2 separate regions of the Mus musculus genome follow, and region 2 is linked to region 1. The links are chromatin contacts, called in public promoter capture Hi-C maps. All regions are on one chromosome and are shown on one strand. The core of a region is the stretch at or near the end of the contact, and the rest is flanking DNA. Distances in the headings are between cores, read along the strand shown.

Region 1 (4,317 bases), core at 1,102-3,601:
CTTGGTCATAGTGTCTCCTCACAGCAACTCATGCTGGCCTTGGATAACCCTGAATTCCTGATCGGAAGATTCCTCCTTCTACCCTCTGAGCATTCGGATGACAGGTGTTTGACTCTACATCCGGTCTGTGTGAGCCTCGTGCATGATAAGCAAACAGTCTACACAGAACCCTAACCAGCCTGCAGAGCCAAAGACAGCACATGAGTCTGATGGCTGTAGACCAAAAGCTGAGTTTTGCACCAAAAAACAAAAAAAAAATAAAAAAACAACTATTCACTAGCTCCCAGGTAAGTGTTCTGTGATGGGTCTCAGCATCTTTTTCTCCCTGACTCTGGTCATTTTATGAGGTGATACCAACAGGAAAGCACACACCACTGTCTCAACACCACACCCTTGACAGCTAGCTCCCAATGGCACATTGGGTTCACTTGGAAGAAGCATCTCTTTGTTCTTGCCCCAGCACACATTTGTCTCCACAGTAGGGTTAAGGAACCAGGTGTGGGCAGCCCTGGTCTGAGAAGCCCTGAGAATAAAGAGGATACAGAATGGGCCTCCAGAGCAGTTCTACACTACTAGAGCCTGCCAGGCATAACAAGTCCTATGAGCATCACGGTATGAGGAAACCCCCTCCAAGCAGCAAACAGCAGAGACTTATAACTCAGTCACTCAGGACCAGATGAGGCACTTCTTACCCAAAAGCTAAAGAGATGGAAGATCTGGAGCTAAAGCCAACTTCAACTACACAGCAACTAGAAGGGCAGCCTGAGCTACATGAGATCCTGCCTCAACCAAAACCAAAATAGCCTTTACATACAGTTTGTGTGAGTTCCACAAGAGTTCTCTGATTCCAAGACAGGAACTGCTATTATGTCCATTTCCCAGGTGAGGAAAACTAAGGCCCTGGGGAGCAACTTGTAGATAGGTGATGATGCCGTGTTACCCTACAGAAGTTATCTGGCAAATGTGTGTGTCCTTCTACCAGACAGACAACGTGAGATGGGCCTTGGAAGCATGGGAGTGGAGGTAGGTGGAGGAGCTCGCTTTAACCCTCCCCACATCTGTGCTGATACACTTCCCTTCAAGGGTTGGCAGGGCAAAGAGAATGGAGGGGGCCTGCGGGTGATGTGGCTGTGACTCACTGTATGACCTTGCTAGTAGGTTAACTGATAACCACTGCTCTCTGTGAACTCAAGACATAGGGGAATAGATGGCAGATTGAAAATTCCCCTTTAAAAGTCTCTGCTTTCTGTTGATTTCATCATCCTGTTCTCCCTCCCTCTTCATGGCCAGCTAATTTGAAAGGATCAGATGGGATCAGCTTCCTGCAGTGGAATTTTCCTCCCTTAGTTAAAAGGCTGTTTGAAGTTTCTTTCTTTTTAGGGGTAAATACCAGGAAGATGTCAGGGACAGTGTCAGGGAAAAAAAAAAAATCCTGTCCCTTTTTTTTTTTTGGTAAACCACTCAGACTCCAGTAATTCCGGCCTTTCTCCTACTCCTACAATGTAATACCTAAAGCCTGTAACTTTGTATCCCCACAACTATGCCCGATACATTACGCGGGTAATTAAGGGTGTGAAAAAGGAGAATGTCTCAAGACAAAAGATACATAAGGCTGTCTCAATGAATAAACTCTACACCATTGAACAAGGCTGAGAAGGCGTTACAAAACTTTCACCAGGATGGAAGCGAAATAACTATACTCTGTTGCTAGTCGGCCTGGGATTTCTACACTCACTATCTCGGGTCCTGAAGGACCAGAAAAAGGGAAGAATTTGTGTCCAAGTGAGCCACCAAGGACTGTGGTATCCTCTTGCCTCAGAGTGGTGCGATGACAAGCAGGAGTGCGGTTCCAAAAGTTTCTTAGACGCGAGGGAGCTGAGAGACCACTCGGTCCCGCTAGCAGAGCAGGGGAGCGGGGGCTCTGGTTACCTCCACGATCTTGATAAAGCGCGGGAACACAGGGTTGCGGGTGATGGCGATGAGCGGCAGGTGAGGAAACACATCCGGGACGGTCATGGGCGCGAGCGCTGTGACGACCGGGCCTTCCCCGGTGCTCGCCGTGGCCCCGTCCTCCGCACCGCCCTCGGAGGTCTCGTCGCTGCCACCGCGGTTGCCCGAGTCCCACAGCCCCCGCCACTGGACCCCGCCGGGAAGAACGCGGCCGCCCCAGGGAGCTGACATGTCGCAGGCCCGACATCCTCGGCGCAGCCACGACCCGGACGCGCTCGGGACCCGGCCTCCGGTGACAGCCAGCAGCGGCCGCCGCAGAACCCAGCACCGCGCAGCGGCCCAGAGCCGCACGTAGCCTGTGCTCGCCGCCATGGAACAGCCATACTGACGGCGCACCGCACTTACGTCATCTCTGCTCGCCCCCCGTTTGCGCACGTGATGACGCTCGCGTGCTTCGGGCTGGAGAGGCGGAGCTTGAATAAGGTGAGTGAGTGGGCGTGGTCAGAGGGAGACTGGGTTTGGGGATGGGAGGGCGGAGTAGGGGCGTGGTTCAAGGCTCAGAGCGGGGCTTGGAGTTGGACGGCAAGGGGGCGTGGCCCGATGAAGGATGTTCTAGAGAGGACTTTGAGGATCTGGATGAAAAAGTGAGAGGTGTAGTAAGCTTGAGGAAACATGACGGAGAAAGCAGGACTGGTGTGTGGTCCGAATGGGGGGCGCTCCACCAGGCAGGGATTGGAGGAACTGGAATCAGGGATATGGCCGAAGGCGGGCTCAAAGGTCGGGGCTTGACATAGGGGCGTGGCCAGAGCGGTGACTCCAGACTGGAGCTTGTGCGGAGGGGGCGGGGGGCATCGCTCTAGGAAGGGGGCCTGGAAGAAGCGTGGCCCCTCCCAGTTCCTACAACTACTGGTTTGTCCTGTCCAAGCTGTACCTTAGTACTGCGTTCTGTTTTTCTACTGCCATCAAAAAGGTTTTACAGGGTAAATTCTGTGTTCTGAAGGCATCGGAAGAAAAGTACAGCGCACCCCTCCTTTAACTTTAGTCTTTTCAGCGTTCTTTGTTGATACACAACAACAGGTTTTACTACATCTCCCTACGCAGTTGGTGGCATCTTCACTCCACACTGGAGGAGGCGTGCTTGGAGGGCTTTTGCCTCTCGTATAGTATGCATGCTAAAGGCCGTGCGCAGGTGCGCCTGCTCAGCGTTGCCTTTGTTGTCAGTGGTCCGTGAGGCACTTACCAAAACACTGAAGCTTCCAGGACACGTCCCAAGAGACCCGTGTGCATGCTCCGGCTCCACAAAGCAGGGAGTGGATTGATGCATGCCCAAAGCTCTGCTTCCACACCCACGTGTGCTCATGCTAGTGCTGTGGTGACCTCCTTGAAGTTTGGGCATGCTTTGGATTTTGACTTATGGATCTGGGAACCTGGGTGTAATTTTCAGGTTTGAAATGTGCGAGCTCTGCTTCCATATTGCGCATGCCCACTCCTTCCAGTTTCCTCTGCGTAGACCTAACCGGGCTTTTGTCCGACACGTCCAAAAGGTCCTGCTAGTGGCCTTCTTACCTGGTGCGCGTGCCCAGACAAGAGGCGGGTAGGAGAGAAGCGGCCTAACCTCACGCATGCTCAGACACTTTCTCAAGCTTGGCGGTTGAAGAGCAGTGTTAGCTGTGGAGAACCAGGCAAGATGCTGGTGTTGATGCTAGCAGCAGCAGTGGCCACCATGGTCAGGGCTCACACACTGTGCCGGTACAACTGCCTAACTGGGTTGGATTGCTGCTGGGAGGTTTTTTTTTTTTTTAAATGATATTTCAATTTTATTTTTTTTATTTATATGAATACACTGTAGCTGTCTTCAGACGCACCAGAAGAGGCCATTAAATCCCATTACAGATGGTTGTGAGCCACCATGTGGTTGCTGGGAATTGAACTCAGGACCACTGGAAGAGCAGTCAGTGCTCTTAACCACTGAGCCATCTCTCCAGCCCTGCTGGGAGGTTTATGACAGGAGGAATGGGGCTGGTTCTTGTTGGAGCCCAGGCATACCCTCCAGCCCAATTGTAGAAATCAAATTTGGCATATCTCTCCCAAGCAAATCACTAAAATCCATTTCTGGGTGTGGAGCCAGGGCTTTGGACATGCGTCAAACCTAAGTTCCTTGTGCAGTCTGCAATCTGTCCCACCATCCATCCCTACCTGGCTCAGCAGCAGTGCCATGGGCTGTTGAGGCTGAGTGCATGTTGGGAAGTATGCTGTGCTTAGTGCCATGGTGAGCAGTGTCTCTGATCGCTAACATGCAAGTATGTCTCTGTATGCCCTCCTCCTTCCCACTTTTCTCCCCGGAGGTCACCAGCCTGAGGGGACAAA
Region 2 (4,755 bases), core at 1,850-4,349, 270 kb before region 1:
CGTGATTTACGCAGGGCCAGTGACACCCACAGATCTAAACCAAATCAATGGCTACTCCTGCTGCAAGTCACTATATGTGTGCAGCTGTTGCCTGCCTAAGCAGGTGTGGTTGAGTGTATTTGTGTGTGAGAATATAAGCAGGATGTCCCACTCCTGGTGACCACTAGATGGCACTCCCACCTTTCTGAGTGAGGCAACTGTTCCCACTGGCTTCCTGGCTGCAGTTAGCAGGCTCCTTGACTGTGCCTTTCTCCAGGTAGGAAGCCTGTTGTATTTTATACAAAAAGGAGAGCCAGGATGTGTTTTGTAGAGCACAGTAGAGGTGGGAGGGGTGCCTCTGGGCCCATACTGAAACATCTCTTCTTTCTAAAGTACCAGCCATATAGGTAGAGTGAGGAATAGGGGTTATTTAGGGCATAGGAAGGGAATTTGAGAAGGGAGTAGAGTCAGAGAAAGACAGAGAAGAGAGAGGGGAGGAAGGAAGGGAGGGAGAAAGAGAGAGAGAAGAAGAGGAGGAAGAAGAAGAAGAGGAAGAGGAGGAAGAGGAGAAAGAAGAAGAAGAGGAGAAAGAAGAAGAGGAGAAAGAAGAAGAAGAGGAGGAAGAGGAGAAAGAGGAGAGAGAGGAGAGGGAGAGAAGAAGAGAAGAGGTTGGCCAGGAACACGGGGAGAGAGAAAGAAAGGGGTCAGGGAGAAAAGATAGTCAGAGAGATCAAGAAGAGACCACACAACCCCTTTTATAGGAAGCCAGGCTACTTGGCTGTTGCCAGGTGACTGTTGGGCAAAGCCTAGAAGGAATGCTAACAGAGCCTATGACAGTTCCTAGTATGGGCACCACCAAAGTCCAGCGTGGTGCCATGAGTTTTATTGGGGTCACTGACAGGCATATGCATGAGGGGTCACCTACTGGAGCAGAAATGACTCACAGACAGCTGCATCACCAAGGCCTGAGTGACAGCTCAGAAAGCTGAGAACCTGATGCTCACCGCACAGCCTGCAGGGAGGATGTCAGGATGCAGACTGTCCTTTCCAGTGCCTCAGTTGGTCTGAGCATCTTCCAGGCAGACTGGTTTCCTGAGCTCAGCTTTATTAGTGCTCACTCTGACAGGGAGGGGCCAAGTGAAGCTGGTTGGTTTCAGGGACTTCCTGAAGCTGTTTTTAGTTGCTTACCTTCCTGTTTAAAATGCATCTCTGCAAAATGGAATGCTTTACTCTCAGAGGGAACTGTTGCAACCCCTCCTCCATCAGATCCTCTAGTCCAGTCTATGTTTTGTGTTCTGGTTCAGCACCATACTGGGTTTTGGATACATGAGGATATCTGCAGGTTGCAGTATTTTCTGAAGGTTCTCTGCATCTGTTGCAGCTTTGACTGGTGTGATTTGAGGGTCAAGGAATCTGAAGGTGGGGGTGTGTGCTGCCCTGGGCAGGTTCTGTCTAGTCTTCCAGAAGCTGCCCCTGCAGGTGGCACTTGAAGGAGCGGTGGGCTCTCATGCTCTCTATAGAAAGCTGTTCTTGCACTGGGGTCTCTGGAGGAGTGGGCACACTGTACAGCTGTTATAAGGCTTCCAAGGACAGTGCCTTGTATGGGAAATGAGGAGGCCTGTATTTGAAGGTCTCCCAGTCGTGCTTCCCCCTCCACCCTGTGTAATCTGCTATGACCACTATGGTTAGTCAGACCCTTTAGCCTAGCCTAGGGAAGGTAGCCTACATCAATTGCCCTCTAAGACCCCAAAGGACGGCTGGATCTGCTGGAGAGCTGCCCTGGCTTGGATCTCTATCAGCTGGTATGGCACTGGCTTCTGAGTGCCTTGCAGCCCCCATACTGAGGGAGCAAAGATGGTTCTTGTGCCCTACCCTAACTCTCTGCACCTGTGAGGGTGGTTCCTTCCAGTTGTCAGCTGAGCTGCCAGATCCCTCTGATGATGAAGCCAGCAGGAGGCAGCGCAGCTTGGAGTGGTTGTCTCTTATCTGGCTCACATTGCTGGTCCCTCCCTTGTCCTGCCTCTACTGTGTGGTAGACACCTGGGAGGTGGATGCTTTCCATGTGCCAAGTATTCCCTGCAGTGCTTTGGAAAGGCAGATGCCCCACAATGTCTGAGTTGAACTGATGTGTGCAAGTCTGTGAGCTGCTGCTGTCCCTGCTCTGACCTGAAGCCAGTGACTGTGATGGTCTCTTGGTGTGGGGACATCACCACTGGGGGGGTGGGAGTGGGGATGGGGGACTTCTTCATGGTCCCTGCACTGCCACTCTGTCCTCTCTAGAGCACCTGGCCATGGTGCTTGTCCTCAGTTGTCCTTGGGGTTTATGAGATTGCAGAGCTCTCTATAGAAGGAACCTCCTCCAAGGGTGACATTTGTCCCAGGTAGCTGCCCTGTGCTGTAGAGCCTAACAACAGGCTCTGTGGCTGTGTTGCTAATGCACCAAGTATGGCTGTGGCAGGATCTTTCTCTACCCAGTCCACATCTCAATGATGGCCTTGGCCTCTGTCCCAAGGATGCAATCACTCCATGTCCCCTGACCTATGTTGTCTCCGACATTGCAAGCATGTGAAGTCAGTCCACAGGCTACTGTGTGTTCCCTCCCTCAGGACTAGAAGCCAGGAGACCCCAAATGTAAGGTGATTGAGAGCCAGCCAGGGGCATTCTCCAGCTGGACTCAAAGCTCTGTCCTGTGGGGCTTGGCTCTCCAGCCATCGCAACCACTTGGTCCAGACACACAGAAGCTAGCAAGGGACAATTGTGTTATTCCTGGCCCAGTACCCCTTGCTGCCTTGTCATTGGGCCCTTGGCCTCACTCTGGCCACAGCTGCTCTGTCACCCTAATGCCATGGTTCTGGCCTTCCGCTTGTTGAGACTGCTGTACATCTCAGCCACCACTGCAGCCAGATAAGTAACTGAGGCTTGTGACGTGCCTGAGCTTGAACTGGGGCATTGGGCCCCTGGCATGCAAGATGAGCCCTGTGTCATTAGCCACCACGATGCTCTGATGATGACGGGCAATTTCAGGGAATCTGGTGCACACGGCAGGGTGCAGCTCTGAGTCACAGCCTGTGCCCATTAGCTCGATGAGCCGTCCTGCTTTGTCCTTTCCACAACCAGGCCTGCCGAAGACTTGGCTGTGGCAGGCCCTGCCTCGCAGCTGTGTTCCCAGGATCTGAGGGTCAGAGCAGCCAGCACACCATTTGCATGTTGGGGCTCATACAGGGTCCCACTTGACTCTCCCCTGCCTTTCTGTCTTCACTTAAAGAGTTTGCTTCTGGGCTGCAGAGCTCTGTAAGCAATGCTGAGCAGGAAGCCTTCTGTATTCTTTGCCTGAATCAGGGCTGTTAGCCTGCAGCAGTTTGTGAGGAGCCCCTCCCCACCCCACAGACTTGGGGAATTGGAGCTGAGTTGGGCTCTTGAGCCAAACGGTGAGCTGGGGTGGTGGCCCGTAGCTCTTTCTCTTTGGTTTTTATATGGCCTACTTTTTTTGGTTGGGGATTCCTCTCCCTTCCACCACCCTTTTCCTCCCCCTCTCTGTCTCCTTTCTTCTCTCCTTTCTTCCTCTCTCCTCTGTCTTCCTCTCCCTGCCCCCTCCCCTCCCTTTTTGTCTTCCTCTTCCTCTCTCTGTCTACTTCTTTTACTTTCTGTCTTCTTCCTCCTCTTTGTCCTCTTCCTCCTTGTCTCTGTCCTCTTCCTCCCTCTTCCTGTTCCTCCCTCTTTTACCTGATAGTGCAGGTGGATCTGTCTATGGTGAGCCAGCACTGCAGCTTTCCCAGGAGTGGACCATGCGCTATGCAGAGTTTTCAGTGTCTTACACAGTCCTCCTAGCTCCTCTGGGCAGCCTGTTATCTGACTTCCCACTTTCCTTCTTGCTCGCTGGCCTTGGTGATGTGGAGTATAGTGTCTGTGGTCCCTCCATCACAGACTGGCCATGCTAATGCTGACCTTGACTGTGTGGCTCAGGTCGTCTCCTGGGTATTCTCTCCCAGCAGGGCATTCTTTAATGTCTGCCACACTGTACTTTGAGGTGAAATAAACTCTAAAATTAAATGTTTTAATTCTCAGAGAAGTCAAGAGAGGAAGAAGCAGGGTGGCCCTGTGCTAGGCCGACAGTTGGACCCAACACTGTCTCTTTTTCAGGGTGCCTGGTTCCTTTCCTTCTTCCTGGAGAGGAATCACAGATGGAGCGTGGGCTCTGTGGTATCTGTGTGCCTGGGGCTCTGTGGCTCAGAAGTGGAGTGTATGAACCCTTTGGGCTCTCTAGGCAGCCTACAGTAGCCCCTTGCCTTCAGGCTGTGTGGGAACACCCTTGCTTTCTGCAGCCCTGACCTTGGAGGGGCCATCTCCTGATGAGGCCAGACTCACCCCAATGAGTTTTTAATAATGACTTATTTTTATTTTATGTGCATTGGTGTTTTGCCTGCATATGTGTCTGTCCAATCCCTGGAACTGGAGTGAGCTGTCATATGGGTGCTGGGAATTGAATCTAGGTACTTTGGAAGATTAGCCAGTGCTCTTAACTACTGGGCCATCTCTTTATCCCTGAGCCACTGAATTCTTTGCAGGCTCCCGGTAGGCCATGGAACCCCCTCTTTCTTACTGTGGAACGAAGGATGGGGGCCTAGGTGTGTGTTCATGTGTACTCTCCATGTGTGCGGTGAACTGCTGTGCTCTGCAGGAGCCCTTGAAGTCCCATTGCCCTCTCTGCACACAGTGCTGCTGTCCTGGCTTGAGGACTTGAGCTACCCCATTTGTCTTTGAACTCCATACACTCCA

What was found. Promoter capture Hi-C pulls out the DNA fragments that hold promoters and counts their contacts.
Region 2: a contact with region 1 is called in a promoter capture Hi-C map of the HPC-7 cell line. The contact joins the enhancer-like site here to the promoter of Lonp1 in region 1. A contact is called at or near these places in 13 of 39 promoter capture datasets (the 3T3-L1 cell line, 3T3-L1-derived adipocytes, the HPC-7 cell line and 8 more), 1 of 484 Hi-C or Micro-C datasets (nephron progenitors), 15 of 115 datasets of contacts at active chromatin or transcription factors (the HPC-7 cell line, T-cell acute lymphoblastic leukemia, bone marrow-derived macrophages and 11 more) and 3 of 9 other capture datasets (adipose tissue, liver and macrophages).

What each region holds. Positions count from the first base shown.
Region 1 is chr17:56,624,552-56,628,868 of GRCm38.p6, forward strand. It overlaps Lonp1 (lon peptidase 1, mitochondrial), which reads right to left and starts at 2,352. Exons shown (of 18, transcript NM_028782.2): 1 at 1,930-2,352. The coding sequence starts at 2,322. Catsperd (cation channel sperm associated auxiliary subunit delta) reads left to right here and starts at 3,592. Exons shown (of 22, transcript NM_175350.3): 1 at 3,592-3,699. The coding sequence starts at 3,638.
Region 2 is chr17:56,357,577-56,362,331 of GRCm38.p6, forward strand. The region is part of intron 5 of Kdm4b (lysine (K)-specific demethylase 4B); the gene reads left to right. Among named protein-coding and RNA genes, the nearest start is that of Gm32715, 29 kb to the right of the region's middle. Within about 2 kb of position 3,100, at least 77 of the 459 cell types and tissues checked have an H3K27ac peak or open chromatin away from gene starts, as enhancers often do. A contact at or near this core is called in the HPC-7 cell line, embryonic forebrain, forebrain and 2 more, where this site is marked.